Regions from separate parts of the Sus scrofa genome. Here region 1 is linked to region 2. The links are chromatin contacts, called in public HiChIP or PLAC-seq maps. All regions are on one chromosome and are shown on one strand. Each heading gives the region's core, a stretch centred on a gene start, on an enhancer-like site or on the middle of the called end of the contact. The rest is flanking DNA. Distances are from core to core; before and after follow the strand shown.

Region 1 (6,555 bases), core at 1,477-3,976, 500 kb before region 2:
TTCTTACAAGTACCAAATGACAAGAATTAAATATAAAGAAACCATGTACTATTGAGACCATCTCTTAAAGTAAATCCCATATGTGCTTTACATGAAGTCTGATCCCCACCCACCACCATGGGATCAGAACTGTGAAATTACAAAGGACAACTAGGAAACATAACTTGATATAACATGATTCATTTCATGTGAATCTTTTCAAGAACCTATCTGCAAGTCTCTCAGCACTAAAAGGCAATCAGGTTTAATAGAGTTCCTCCAGATCTCCAAAGTTATTACAGATATCCCCTCTCTTGCTCCCTGGGCACCAGGTATGACGACCAGCAGACGACCCACAGCACTGGCCTCTAGGACAGGGAAGCACAGGCTGTCCCCACAATCCCCAGGTACCAGCCAGGCCACTGGAGTAACACCCAACTGGGCACTAACAGAGAGGGCAGGAGAATCCTTAAGGAAGGAAAGCAAGATAAGAAAGCATGCTTAGGACAGGTGGTTTTGGAGAATTTTCTTTTTTCCTTCCGTTTCCTAAGTTTTCTGTAATTTACTTTTAAAATAATTTTTTATTAAAATAACTTTTTTTTTCATAAGAAATAGGAGACATATAAAGTAGAAAATAGGATTTCCCGTTGTGGCTCAGTGGTAATGAACCCAACTAATATCCATGAAGACACTGGTTCAGTCCCTGGCCTCACTCAGTGGGTTAAGGATCTGGCATTGCCTTGAGCTGTGGCGTAGGTCACAGACATGGCTCGGATCTGGCATTGCTGTGGCTGTGGTGTAGGCTGGCAGCTACCGCTCTCATTTGACCCCTAGCCTGGGAAATTCCATATGCTGTGGGTGTGGCCCTAAAAAGACAATAAAGAAATTAATTAATTAATGTATAAAATAAAGATCACATAGAAAATCCATCATCTTGAGTCAATAAAAAAGGAGAGCGTTGAAAAAAGACATAGCTTTCAATGTAGGAAACAACCATGCTGTCTTTTTTTTTTTCTGGTCATGGAGCATGGGGAAGTTCCTGGGCCAGGGACTGACCTTAAGCCACAGCAGTGGCAATATCAGATCCTTTAACCACTAGGCCACTGAGGAAGGCCAACTATGCTGTCTTGATTATAACAATTTCATAAAGAAAATAAACTGATAAAAGGTTAATGAATTCATAATAAGCCCAAATCATAAGTGAGATCCAATGGAAACATGTTTATCTTTCAAGTAAAACAATCAAACTTTATATATTTTGAGGTAAAGACAAATTCAGAATTGTTACACACATGTACACACAGGTATCCTGCATCAAAGCTACATGCTAAGTGTGATGGATCCAATCATTAAAGTCCCTGGCCTGCCTGTCCCCCAGGAGACAGGGTGGGCTGGGGGCAGACAGCACTGTCAGACTATCACTGTACCTTATCAGCAAAGTGTTGGATGATGAAAGATGTGTTTGACATTCTCGGTTTTTCAAACAAAGAGTTCTTGTTGATAAAATTATTATACAGCTTTTGAAGCCAGTTTTCATCAGTCCCATGTGGTAACTGGAAGAGAAAAGCAAGCCAACTAGTAAGTAAGAACACTAGAGATGAAAGGTTAACAGAGGTACAGAAAAGTGCTAACTCGAAGACACCAAGATGAGTTAGCACCTCAGAGTGACCTACTCCAGATCCAAGACTCCTTTTTCAAATGCAACTCCAGGCAGAAATCTATCCTTGATCTTAACATTCTTTAGAGTGATATTTAAAGGGACACATCAATGCCCTTTTAGAAGAACAAAGTGTTATCGACAAAAAGGAAATGGTCCTATAATGACATAAGAATGAAGGATTTTATTTCTGCAAAATTGGCAGTATTTTAGTATTTTTTTTTTCCTCAAAGATTTCCAAAGGTCCAGGAAAAAGCACCATGGGTTCCATTAGGTGAGCGTGATTTTTATTTTTAGTTGAAAGGGAGAAGTTCCTCACCCCAAAGTAATCCTCCCCGTCTCCTGCTTCAGGAAGAGTCTTTCTTTTGTTTTACTGCTTAGTTAGTCCTTTTAGTTAGTTCTTTTGTTTTACTGCTTAGTCAGTCCTCCAACTAAGCACTTACCTACTCAAACTAAGCTAGTTGCAAAACTTGTTCCTGATACTGGTGATTTTGAAGCCATCCATTATACTTACGCTGAATCTAATACCCCATCATGTCAAAATGACTCCTTCATGCTTCTTTGACATTGTCACCTAGGGAGTGTCTCTGTAGAGTGGGCAAAATATTTCCTAGAGACTACCTTGACCTATGCACTCTGCCCCCAGTAGATTATTCCAGAATGTTTGGCCTTGATGCGTGCTTTTTAATCTCACATCACTGCTGGGGTTAAAGCACAAGTTGTACCAGAAAGGATCATCTGTGAGAAGAACCACGGAATTGGGAATTCCAGGGAGAAAATACCAGTAAGTCTTTAACAATATACTCATTTGGCGGAGCACAAATAAACCTTTGGAAAAGAAACAGACGTATGTTTAAACATCAAACTACAACATTTAAACCCAAACATGAATACTGTCCTGTAGATTATTTTTTCTATGGCTCCATGAGGAACAATGCTAGGCTGACTCACTATCAACATGTTCCTCCCAGAGGGTAATAATAATAATAATAGGAAAATTCCCAGAGACTCTTCCCTCAATTGTATGATGTTGATTTTTCAGTTGCACCTCCCAATGGGTGACTCATAGAATCAGGAAGTAAAAGAAAACTCAATTCTTGTAGTCATTAACAACTGGTGTGTGGTCACTTGCTGTGTCCATGTCCACTGGATATATATACCCAGGGACAGCTTCAGAGGGCTCCTCCCTAATGGACATGACCTAGAGGTTGTGTTACCCAAGGGTGGGCTACACATATTGAGGGTGGGAAGTCCACCCTGCCCTCTGGGATTCCTGCTCTTGACTGCTGTCCCAGCAGTAACATCCAACCAGTTGTTAATACATCAGGAATGAAATACATACATGTGAATGAAAACACACACACACACACACCCAATTTTGCAATATGCTCATCTATTACTACTCAGAAGTTGAAAACAAGTTATTTTTAAAAGTTACCAAGCATTCTTCATCCAGTAACTCCAAAATGCCCATTTTTGCTTCAATCAGGTCGATAACTGGTTGGTTGTCATAAAAATCTATCAGAGTCCAAGGAATATCTTCCTTCATATATTCTTCTTGTTCAAGTTTAAAGACATGCTGGGAATCCAGAAGTTAATACAGAAAGTAAAAGAGAATATCACGATGTGTGTCTGAAGAACAGGAGGTAAACATGTGCAAAATGTAGATTCATGACAGATTGGTAACGTTTATGGAAGACCCTGAGATTTATGCAGCTCCCCATATCTATGCTCAATGCTGCTGAAGTCCTATCATGGGCTAGCTGTCATCTTCCCTCCCAGTCTAAGTGGGTCCCCACATCCTGGGGTGTAAGGCCTGGGCCCGCCTGCCACTTTCAGCACTCAGGGTGGTCCTGGAGCCCCTTCCCTCTCACAGCCACTGCTGCTGTCCAAGGCAGACCCAGCCTCTTTGGCTGGGTGGAAGCCAGCCTACCCAAAAATGCTGGCTGTGGGGCCAGTGTGAGAAGCCAACAACTTAGAGAGCTTTGTTCATTATTTGTTTGGGCTATGAGGATATCAAGAAGGCCCCCAGAGGGCTGGCTCAGGCTCATCCTGGCTGCAGGAGGAGGAAGGGGGAGAGGCTATGAGGAGCAAGGCCCCCTCAGGAGAATCCCACTGGGAACTGCACAGAAGCCCAACAGGTGGTTGAGAAGCAGACAGGCCACAAGGGCCAGACAGGGCAACAATGAAAGTGCCAGGGGGCAGATGGGGTGGGACTGCAAAGGACAGCAGAGGGGAGAACATACCAGCCCCCTGTGAACTGCCCCCAGAGAATCTCAGTCCTGTGACATTTTCCTAGAGGCAGTGAGGACTCACAGTTCATGATGAGCTCTACATTCTGGAAAGACACCTCAGTTTAGGGGTAGGGATGGCTTTGAAGAAGACAGGACTGGAGGCAGAGAGCCCAGTCAGGACCCAGCCCAGGTTCTGTGGAGGCTGGTCACTGGGAGGAAAGTGAGGGAGAAGGAAGGAGTTGGGATGAACATGAAGCTCAGGATACTGGAGCTTTAACCACAAAAGGGAGCATGGAGGGTGAGGAGGCCAAGAGAGGAAGGTGGCAGGTTCATTTTTTCACTGCTGAGCTCCCTGAGGCCACCCATGTGCAGCAGTCAAACAGTGGGCAGATTTATGGGACATGAGCTAGGGGGCTCACTAGCATTTTTATGCTGATATTTAAAGTATTACCTCTCCCAGGAGGATCTGCCCATTGGTAGATGATGCTACAACAACAACAACAACAGCAACAACAAAAGGAGGACAAAATAGAAGAGGAGGAAAAGTAGAATAAAAAAGGAAAAAATGGAATTGCAGCCTCTGATTGCTATTTTCAGGGGATGTCTTGTACATGCATCATTCTGGGGTTGGGGCAAATGTGTGTGTTGGGAATAAGGTGGCACTGGAGTTTTGGGAGAGACAGGATCTGTTTTGTCTTCAGGTGAGCTGTGCTGCACATTCACTTGGAATAAACATGAGTTCAGTCACTAAATGCTAAACTTCCAGAGAATCTTTGAGAATGCTAACAGAATACAAATTTGCAATGGGTTGAAATCTAATGCATATACCTGGACTAATTCTGGGGCAAGGAATAGGAAAACAAAGAAATGTTTACCAAATATGAGTCAATGTAGGGTCTTCGCACAAGAACATCAGAGAGCCCAAGGTCCCAGAGGAAGGAGGTGGTAGAGGTGAGATTCAAACCCAGTTTAGTTTGAGCAAAAGCCCATGCCCTCCATGATGTCACACATGATGTCTTCTCAGGGGTTGTCAGGGAGAAGCTGAATTTCAAAAGAAAAGCAAGAGTTCTCCAGGTAAAGAAGAAGGGATGGGGAAAGAACAGGAGTAGGTGGATTGTGGCAGAGAGAGCAGCAGGTGCACAAGGGCTGGAGCCTTCAGGAAACTAGGTTGTTTTGCCTGGCTACAGGGGAATCTGGCCAAGAAAGGCTGCTCCAAAAAAGATAAAGTAGGATGGGAAGGTGCAGCTTTAAGATATGGCCACAAGATGGGGCAGTGACACAGCATGTGACCCCTTTAACAATAGGAAGATTTGAAGCAGGAAGGAGCCAGAGGGAGTTTCTGTGTTTTCTCCCTCCCTCTCACGCCTGCTTTTTCTCTCTCCTTCCCCCCACCCCACACAAATGCATGCCTGCACACATGCATGCACGAAAATCACCTACCAGATTAAACTGCTGTTGCAGCTTTTCGTTAGCATAATTGATGCAAAACTGTTCAAAGCTGTTCACATCAAAGGTTTCAAAACTGAAATAAAGTTTAAACAAGTTAAGATGTAACTTGAAAGACATACACATTCATTCATAGGTTTTTTTTTTTTTGTCAAACTTTATAGCTGAAAAGTTGTCTGTGTTTTCGGCAAGTTTTAAATATGCTTCAAAGCTTCTGGTTTAAACATCCTGGCAGTCAGTTTATAAATCATCTTTTTCTAGGCTGCCCCAGGAAAGAATCTGGTCTGTTACAAAACACCTACCTGAGGCTGGCATTAAAACACTCACATCACATGACGTATGGCGTATCATTTAATCCACATAACAACACTGACATCAGCCTTATTATCCTCACTTTATGATAAGGAAATAAGACTGAGAAGCTAGGGAACTTGCCTTAGGTCACACAGCCAGGGTCAGACCCAGCTGGGTGCCCACTCAACTGTAACACCTTTGCTTTCAGTGAAAAAGCAATAGTTTCCTGTTGCCACACTCTGTGTTGAAGGAAGAGGCAGCACAGTTTTGCTTTCCCAAGGTATAATTTCACAGTCCTTGGAGGAAAAGAGCAAGGGCATCTAATATCCAGAGCCCAGTAGACCCATCAGGTCCAAGGCAGACACAGCCCCACCTCCATCTTCAGACCCTGAGTGGCTGTCTCTGGAGCTGCAAACTCATCATGAGGTCAGCAAGAAACAGAATGGGGAGCAGGCTGGAACTGTGCAGGGGCTGTGATAACCAGGACTGCCCTGCATGGCAGCTGCTACTCAGCACCAGCCAGCTGTGGCTATGGATGAATACAGGTCAGGACATCAGGTCGCCTGATTCTCAAGAGAATCGAGAAACCTGGACTCCTATGCGCATTATCCTGCTCTATGAAACATGATGTGGGCTGAACAAAACTGGGGCACCAGTTTCACCATATGGCCAGATGAGCGCCCGTGCCAGGAAGAAGCTGAGTGCTTATAGCTATTAGCACTGTCGCTCGTCACCTCACTTAAGACCGCTCTTGGTGGAGGGCTGCCGTGACCCGACCGTTACACAAGAGGGTCAGAAAAGACGGTGACCATCACAGAGTGGTGACGGACACACAATTTGACCCCAGCTCTTGGTGCCTCTAAAGCTTTGGTTCTTTCTTTTTTTTTCTTTTTTGGCTGCCCATGCATGTCCATCCACTTACTCCATTCCCAGGAATCACCCTGA
Region 2 (6,033 bases), core at 2,707-5,206:
GTTAAAAATACCTCTCTCTGCTCTGGCTGGGGGAGAGAGATGGTAAAGAGAGGTGATATAGGCCCAGCCACCCCTGACTAACCAGGGCATTCTGTCTCTGCGAAGCGTAACCCCACTACCCTTTCTCAGAAATGTGGTGGGGCCCATTCTGAGCTGTCATCATAATTTCAGAAGCCTTGGGAAAAACCTTCTTCTGGATAAAATGCCTTCCCTTCCCTGATAACAAGCCATCTGAAATGTTATCGTCAACAGATGTCTTTAGCTGAAGACATGTGAAAATGCAAATCCTGCTGAGAATGGTTCCCTTATGGATCAATGCATTAAACAAGCATCCAAAAAACTTGTGGTTGAAAAAGTCATACATGCACATGTTAAAAAAAAAAAATTCAAACAATACAAAAGCTTATACAGTTAAATTAGTCTTCCTCCCACCCCATACCCTCAGTCTCCCTACAATTATACCCATCAGACTCTTATATAACCTTCCAGAAATAGCCTATATAGGAGTTCCCCTTGTAGCTCAGCAGGTTATGAACTCAACATAGTGTCCAAGAGGATGCGGATTCCATTCCTGCCCTCGCTCAGCAGGTTAAGGATACGGTCTTACCACAAGCTGCAGCACAGGTTGGGCATAGCTCACAGATGCAGCTCAGATCTGGCATTGCTGTGGCTGTGGTGTAGGCCAGCAGCTGCTGCTCCAATTTGACCCCTAGCCTGGGAACATCCATATGCCGCAGGTGTGGCCCTAGAAAGAAAAAAAAAGAAATAGCCCATATATATTCAGGGATGTGTAAATAGATGTACCCTTATTGCCCCCCGCCTTGTTTTTTACCTGCATATGAGCACAGAATTCTGCCTCCTTGCCTCATCCTCCACCTTTTTTTGGCCCCTTACTTTTTTTTTAACAGCCTGATTTACTCTGAGGTAACTTAGCACTTGAGGAAGGAGCTTATCCTTGCCAGCAGCTGCCCAGTGTCCCATGATCACCATGACAGGGGGCAGAGCTGACTGTGTTAAGAATGGTGCAAAGGCTCCACCTTTCCTAGAACAGAAGAAATGGTCAAGACCACTTTAAGGTGACTCCTTCCTGTAAGACACAAGCTCACAGAACAAATAATTTATTCTATAAAATGCAGGAAATTATTTAGCATTTGGAGTAAATTAGGAGCATTTGTCAACTGTGAGAAACAAAGTAGAACTTCAACCTGGATTTGTCATCACTGCTCTTGATTTGTCCCTTATGGGGTTAGGGCTGAGGTATGGACCAAGCAGAGCAGGTGTGAAGTAGACGGGGCTGGATGGGGACCAGAACCAGGAGTGGGGTCAGGGTAGGACTGTGAGTCAAAAACTGGAAACAGATTCATTTCTCAAGAGAAAGCAGGGGTGTTTCTTGAGTTCTTTTATGTCAATTTCTTCTATGCCATTTTAGACCACACATTTCTGACTTTCAAGATTTTAAAGATAGAATTATAAGGAGACTCCCATCCATAAAATTAACTGGTTAAGTAAGTAGGTTTTGTGATTCATGAGATTAAGATAAATGTGCCTTAATTGAGCAGTACCAGCTGATATATGTATGATACATTATGAATATATGGTTGTCATTTTTCCCATTCAGCTTTTCTATGCACGTTATAAAAATACATATGGACTCAGGTTTAACCTGAATCTCTAACTTTTAGATATAACTTCCAGGTTACAGGAAAGTCAAGGGATGAACAAACAAGCCAAACTACAACCAGAGGAAGTCATCAGACACACCAAGGAGGCAGGCTTTCTTCAGGTCACCTGACCCCAGGCTCCAGTCAGTCAGTAGCAGAGAAAATGGAACGCCGTAGATCAAAAGACAATAGGCATATATCCAGACAAAACTCTAATTAAAAAAGACACATACACCCGCATGTTCATTGCAGCACTATTCACAATAACCAAGACATGGAATCAACCTAAATGTCTACAGATAGATGATTGGATAAAGAAGATGTGGTGTATATATACACAATGAATACTACTCAGCCATAAAAAAGAATGACATAATGCCATTTGCAGCAACATGGATGGAACTAGAGACTCTCATACTGAGTGAAGTAATTCAGAAAGAGAAAGACAAATACCATATGATATCACTTATATCTGGAATCTAATATAGGGCACAAATGAACCTTTCCACAGAAAAGAAAATCATGGACTTGGAGAACAGACTTGTGGTTGCCAAGGGGGAAAGGGAGGGAGTGGGAGGGACTGGGAGCTTGGGGTAAATAGGTGCAGAATGTTGCCTTCGGGATGGATTAGCAATGGGATCCTGGTGTGTAGCACTGGGAACTCTGTGTAGTCAATTATGATGGAACACATAATGTGAGAAAAAAGAATGTATGCATGTACGTGTAACTGAGTCACCATGCTGTACAATAGAAAAAATATATATATAAATAAATGATAAAAAAGATCAATTAAAAAAAAGATAATAGGGACACAAAAGCAAGTGCAATGTGGGATCTTATTACTGGATCCTAATTTAGACAATCCACTACAAAGGACATTTAATTTTTTTAATTTTATCATTTTATTTGAAGTATAGTTGCTTTACAATGTTGTGTTAGCACGTGGTGATTTATTTTTATGTATATATTACTTTTCAGATTCCTGAGAAATTGAATTTTAACTGGGAATTATCTATTAAGGAAAATAATTACATAATTTAATTTTTTTGGTTAAATGTGAAACTGTTCTTCTGATTATATAAAAGTTGTGGGTTTTTTTTTTTTTTTTTTTGCTTCTTGGGGCCACACACTAGGCTTATGGAAGTTCCCAGCCTAGGGGTTGAATCTGAGCTGCAGCTATTGGCCTGTGCCACAGCCACAGCAATGCCAGATTCAAGCCATGTCTGCAACCTACACCACAGCTCATGCCAACGCCAGATCCTTAACCCACTGAGTGAGGCCAGAGATTGGACCTACATCCTCATGGATACTAGTCAGATTTGTTTCCACTGTGCCACAACAGGAACTTCCTAAAAAGTTATTTTTAAAAGATGTCTATGGGAGTTCCAGTCCTGGCTCAGTGGTTAACAAACCCGACTAGCATTAATGAGGATGCATGTTGGATCCCTTGCCTTGCTCAATGGGTTAAGGATCCGGCATTGCCATGAGCTGGGGTGTGGGTCAAAGACACGGCTGGGATCTCTCGTAGTTGGCTGTGGCTGTGGTGTAGGCCAGTGACTACAGCTCCGATTGGACCCCTACCTTGGGAACCTACATATGCCCCGGGTGTGGTGCTAAAAAGACAAAAAGATTAAAAAAAAAAAAAAAAGTCTGTGGTGCAGTGGGTTAATGATTCTGCTTTCTCTCTGTGGAGGCACCAGTTCAATCCTGGGCCAGGGCAGTGAGTTAAGGATCCGTCATTGCCATAGCTGTGGTGTAGGTTGCAGCTCTGGCTTGGATATTACCCCTGGTCCAGGATCTGTCATATGCCACAGGGCAGCAAAAAAAAAAAAAAAAAAAAAAAAAAAAAAGTCTTGGGATAGCCCTTAATGGAAGGTAATATAAGAAAAGTAATGCATATATATGTATAACTGGGTCACTTTGCTGTATAGCAGAAATTGGCACAACATTATAAACCAACTCTATGTTTAAAAAAATTTTTTTTAATGTCAACTGAAGTTAAAAAACAAACTGTGTTTTCTGTTTGTTTCTCCCAGAACTTGGAGTTCTTAAAATGAAGGTTACCAGATGAGGGTAGGGTAACAGGGCTGGGCTATATTTTCATTTTCGTTCTGGTTAAAACAAGTGTTTTGGCAACTGAGAGTGGGGTGTGTTTGCAGCCATGCATGGCTCTTTCCTGAGTTGCCTCTTTGTGGGGGTTGAGTCCTTGTATTAAGTTTTGCATGGTCAGCAGAGCACCATGTGTTATGTAAAGCCAGGGATTCTTGCATCACAGTCGTCAGGCCCTCTTACCCACATCCTGTCACATTCAGCTGCAGATGTGGCAAGAGGCTCCAAGGCAGCACAAAAGGTCTGGGACTGTAACCTGTGCTTTGGGCCTCAGTGTATTCTGGGTAAAAGTGAACTTCGGGGACTCAGTGTTGGAGGGAAGGCAAGTTGTGTGGGACTTCAGTATACCCAAAGCAGACAGACCATGGGATCATGTCTGACCTTTCTCAGGAGGAGCCGAGGAGAAGAGCCGCCTGTGTACTGGGCCCTCCAGCTCCCTCAAGGCTGATTTGGACTAGACCTTGAGATGTCCGCAGAGATAGCAGCCCTCAGTGGCCCCCACAGGGGCTGGACCAGAAACTCAAGAACAGCTCCTATTGGAAATGATTCTTTTTATTTTAATTTTATTAAAGTATAGTTGATTTATAATGTGTTAATTTCTGCCTTACAGAGAAGTGATTCAGTTACACACATACATATAGCCATTTTCATATAGGTTATCCCAGAATATTGAGTAAAGTTCACTGTGCTATACAGTGGGTCTCCAATGACCATCCATTCAATACACAATAGTGTGCATATGCCAATCCCAAACCCCCAACCCATCTTTCAACCCACCTGTCCCCTTCAGTAACCACAAGTTTTGTTTTTGTTTTTCTATTTGTTTTTAGCTATGCCTGGGGCATTGTGGATGTCTGGCCAGGGACTGAACTGGCACTACAGCAGCAACCCAAACCACGGCAGTGACAACGCACCATAAGGGAACTCCAGAATATAACATTATTAAAATACACATATTATGTCTTAACTACTATGGGGAGGGTTCACCTTAGCTGGCACAACTCAGCTTCACTGTGGAATCCTTGGTGCCCAGGGCCAGAAATCATCCCCTCCCTGTCACTGGAGTCAACTCCTTCACAAAAGGCAGGGGCTTAGGACAGGTTTCTGCCCTGTGGAGGGAGGACTTGGTCTCCTCAAAGTCTTGGCTTGAAGTTCTGATGCTTGCTGGCTATGGTTTTTTATTTTTTATTTTTATTTATTTTTTGTCTTATATGCCATATATTCCATATGCTGCATCCGAGGCATATGGAAGTTCCCAGGCTAGGGGTTTAATCAAAGCTACAGCTGCCAGCCTATGCCACAGCTACAGCAACACCAGGTCCAAGCTGCGTCTGTGACCCACACCACAGCTCATGGCAACGCTGGATCCTTAACCCACTGAGAAAGGTCAGGGATCAAACCTGCATTCTCATGGATACTAGTCAGGTTCATTACTGCTGAGCCATGACGGGAACTTCCTGGCTCTGGTCTTTTAAATAAATCTCCTGATGGACTGGGTTTCAGCAACTACCAAAGATGGCTGAGATACTGAGGTCAGGTATTAGACTTACATGGGAGAAATTCTTGGGTTTGGGAGAGAAGACAGCAGAAAAAAAGAGAAATGAGTGTTCTTTCCAGGCTGCCCATTCTCAGAAAAACCAATAAGAAATTAGATAACAGTCTTATTTTATTAAACTTTTATACTATTAATGATTTATAGCTTCTTTGTATCATTCTTTAAAAGTCTCACAAAAGTCACCCATTGTTATCCTTTCAAGAGTGTGGCATTGGCACCTGGTGGAAACAGTGCTCCTTCCTGAGGCCCTAGGCTGTGGTGGGAGAAGGGTGGGGATAGGGTGGGGTAGGTTATTTTGCCTCCAAGCCTTACATCACTGTTTACAAGTTCTTTCCTCCATGCCTCATCACTTAAGTGCCCATAAAAATGGCATCACCCTATAGTGACTGTACATTAAATAATGACAATGTCACCTTTATCCCCATGTGCAGAATTTCTCATTGTTTCACCTCCCTCTTCTCAATCTCCTCTTTCTTCCTGGGTTTTGCTGATGAGAAACTGGTCAAGTGCTGCCACCCACTGGAAGAACTGTGGCATGGAAAATGTTAAAACCTAGGATTTCCAAGACAAGGTGCTTTGTTGTAAATCACTGGGCTGCTTGCTGCCTTTCACATTATTCCTTTCGCAACCTATAAAGCAAAGGGGCCCACAATTTACTTTCAAAGAAAATTGAATCTGGATATAGTTTTTTAAATCAAATATTTAAAA

What was found. HiChIP or PLAC-seq counts read pairs in DNA pulled down with a chosen protein or histone mark.
Region 1: an H3K27ac HiChIP or PLAC-seq map of alveolar macrophages shows a contact between it and region 2. The contact joins two enhancer-like sites. A contact is called at or near these places in 1 of 5 promoter capture datasets (liver), 30 of 47 Hi-C or Micro-C datasets (adipocytes, adipose tissue, alveolar macrophages and 18 more) and 2 of 2 datasets of contacts at active chromatin or transcription factors (alveolar macrophages and skeletal muscle).

The regions. Positions count from the first base shown.
Region 1 is chr1:119,470,737-119,477,291 of Sscrofa11.1, reverse strand. MYO5C (unconventional myosin-Vc) reads right to left here. Exons shown (of 41, transcript XM_021095283.1): 11 at 5,311-5,392; 12 at 3,075-3,215; 13 at 1,407-1,532. Among named protein-coding and RNA genes, the nearest start is that of MYO5C, 67 kb to the right of the region's middle. Within about 2 kb of position 2,726, at least 3 of the 83 cell types and tissues checked have an H3K27ac peak or open chromatin away from gene starts, as enhancers often do. A contact at or near this core is called in alveolar macrophages, where this site is marked.
Region 2 is chr1:118,968,159-118,974,191 of Sscrofa11.1, reverse strand. No RefSeq gene overlaps it. Among named protein-coding and RNA genes, the nearest start is that of FAM214A, 23 kb to the left of the region's middle. Within about 2 kb of position 3,956, at least 28 of the 83 cell types and tissues checked have an H3K27ac peak or open chromatin away from gene starts, as enhancers often do. A contact at or near this core is called in alveolar macrophages, where this site is marked.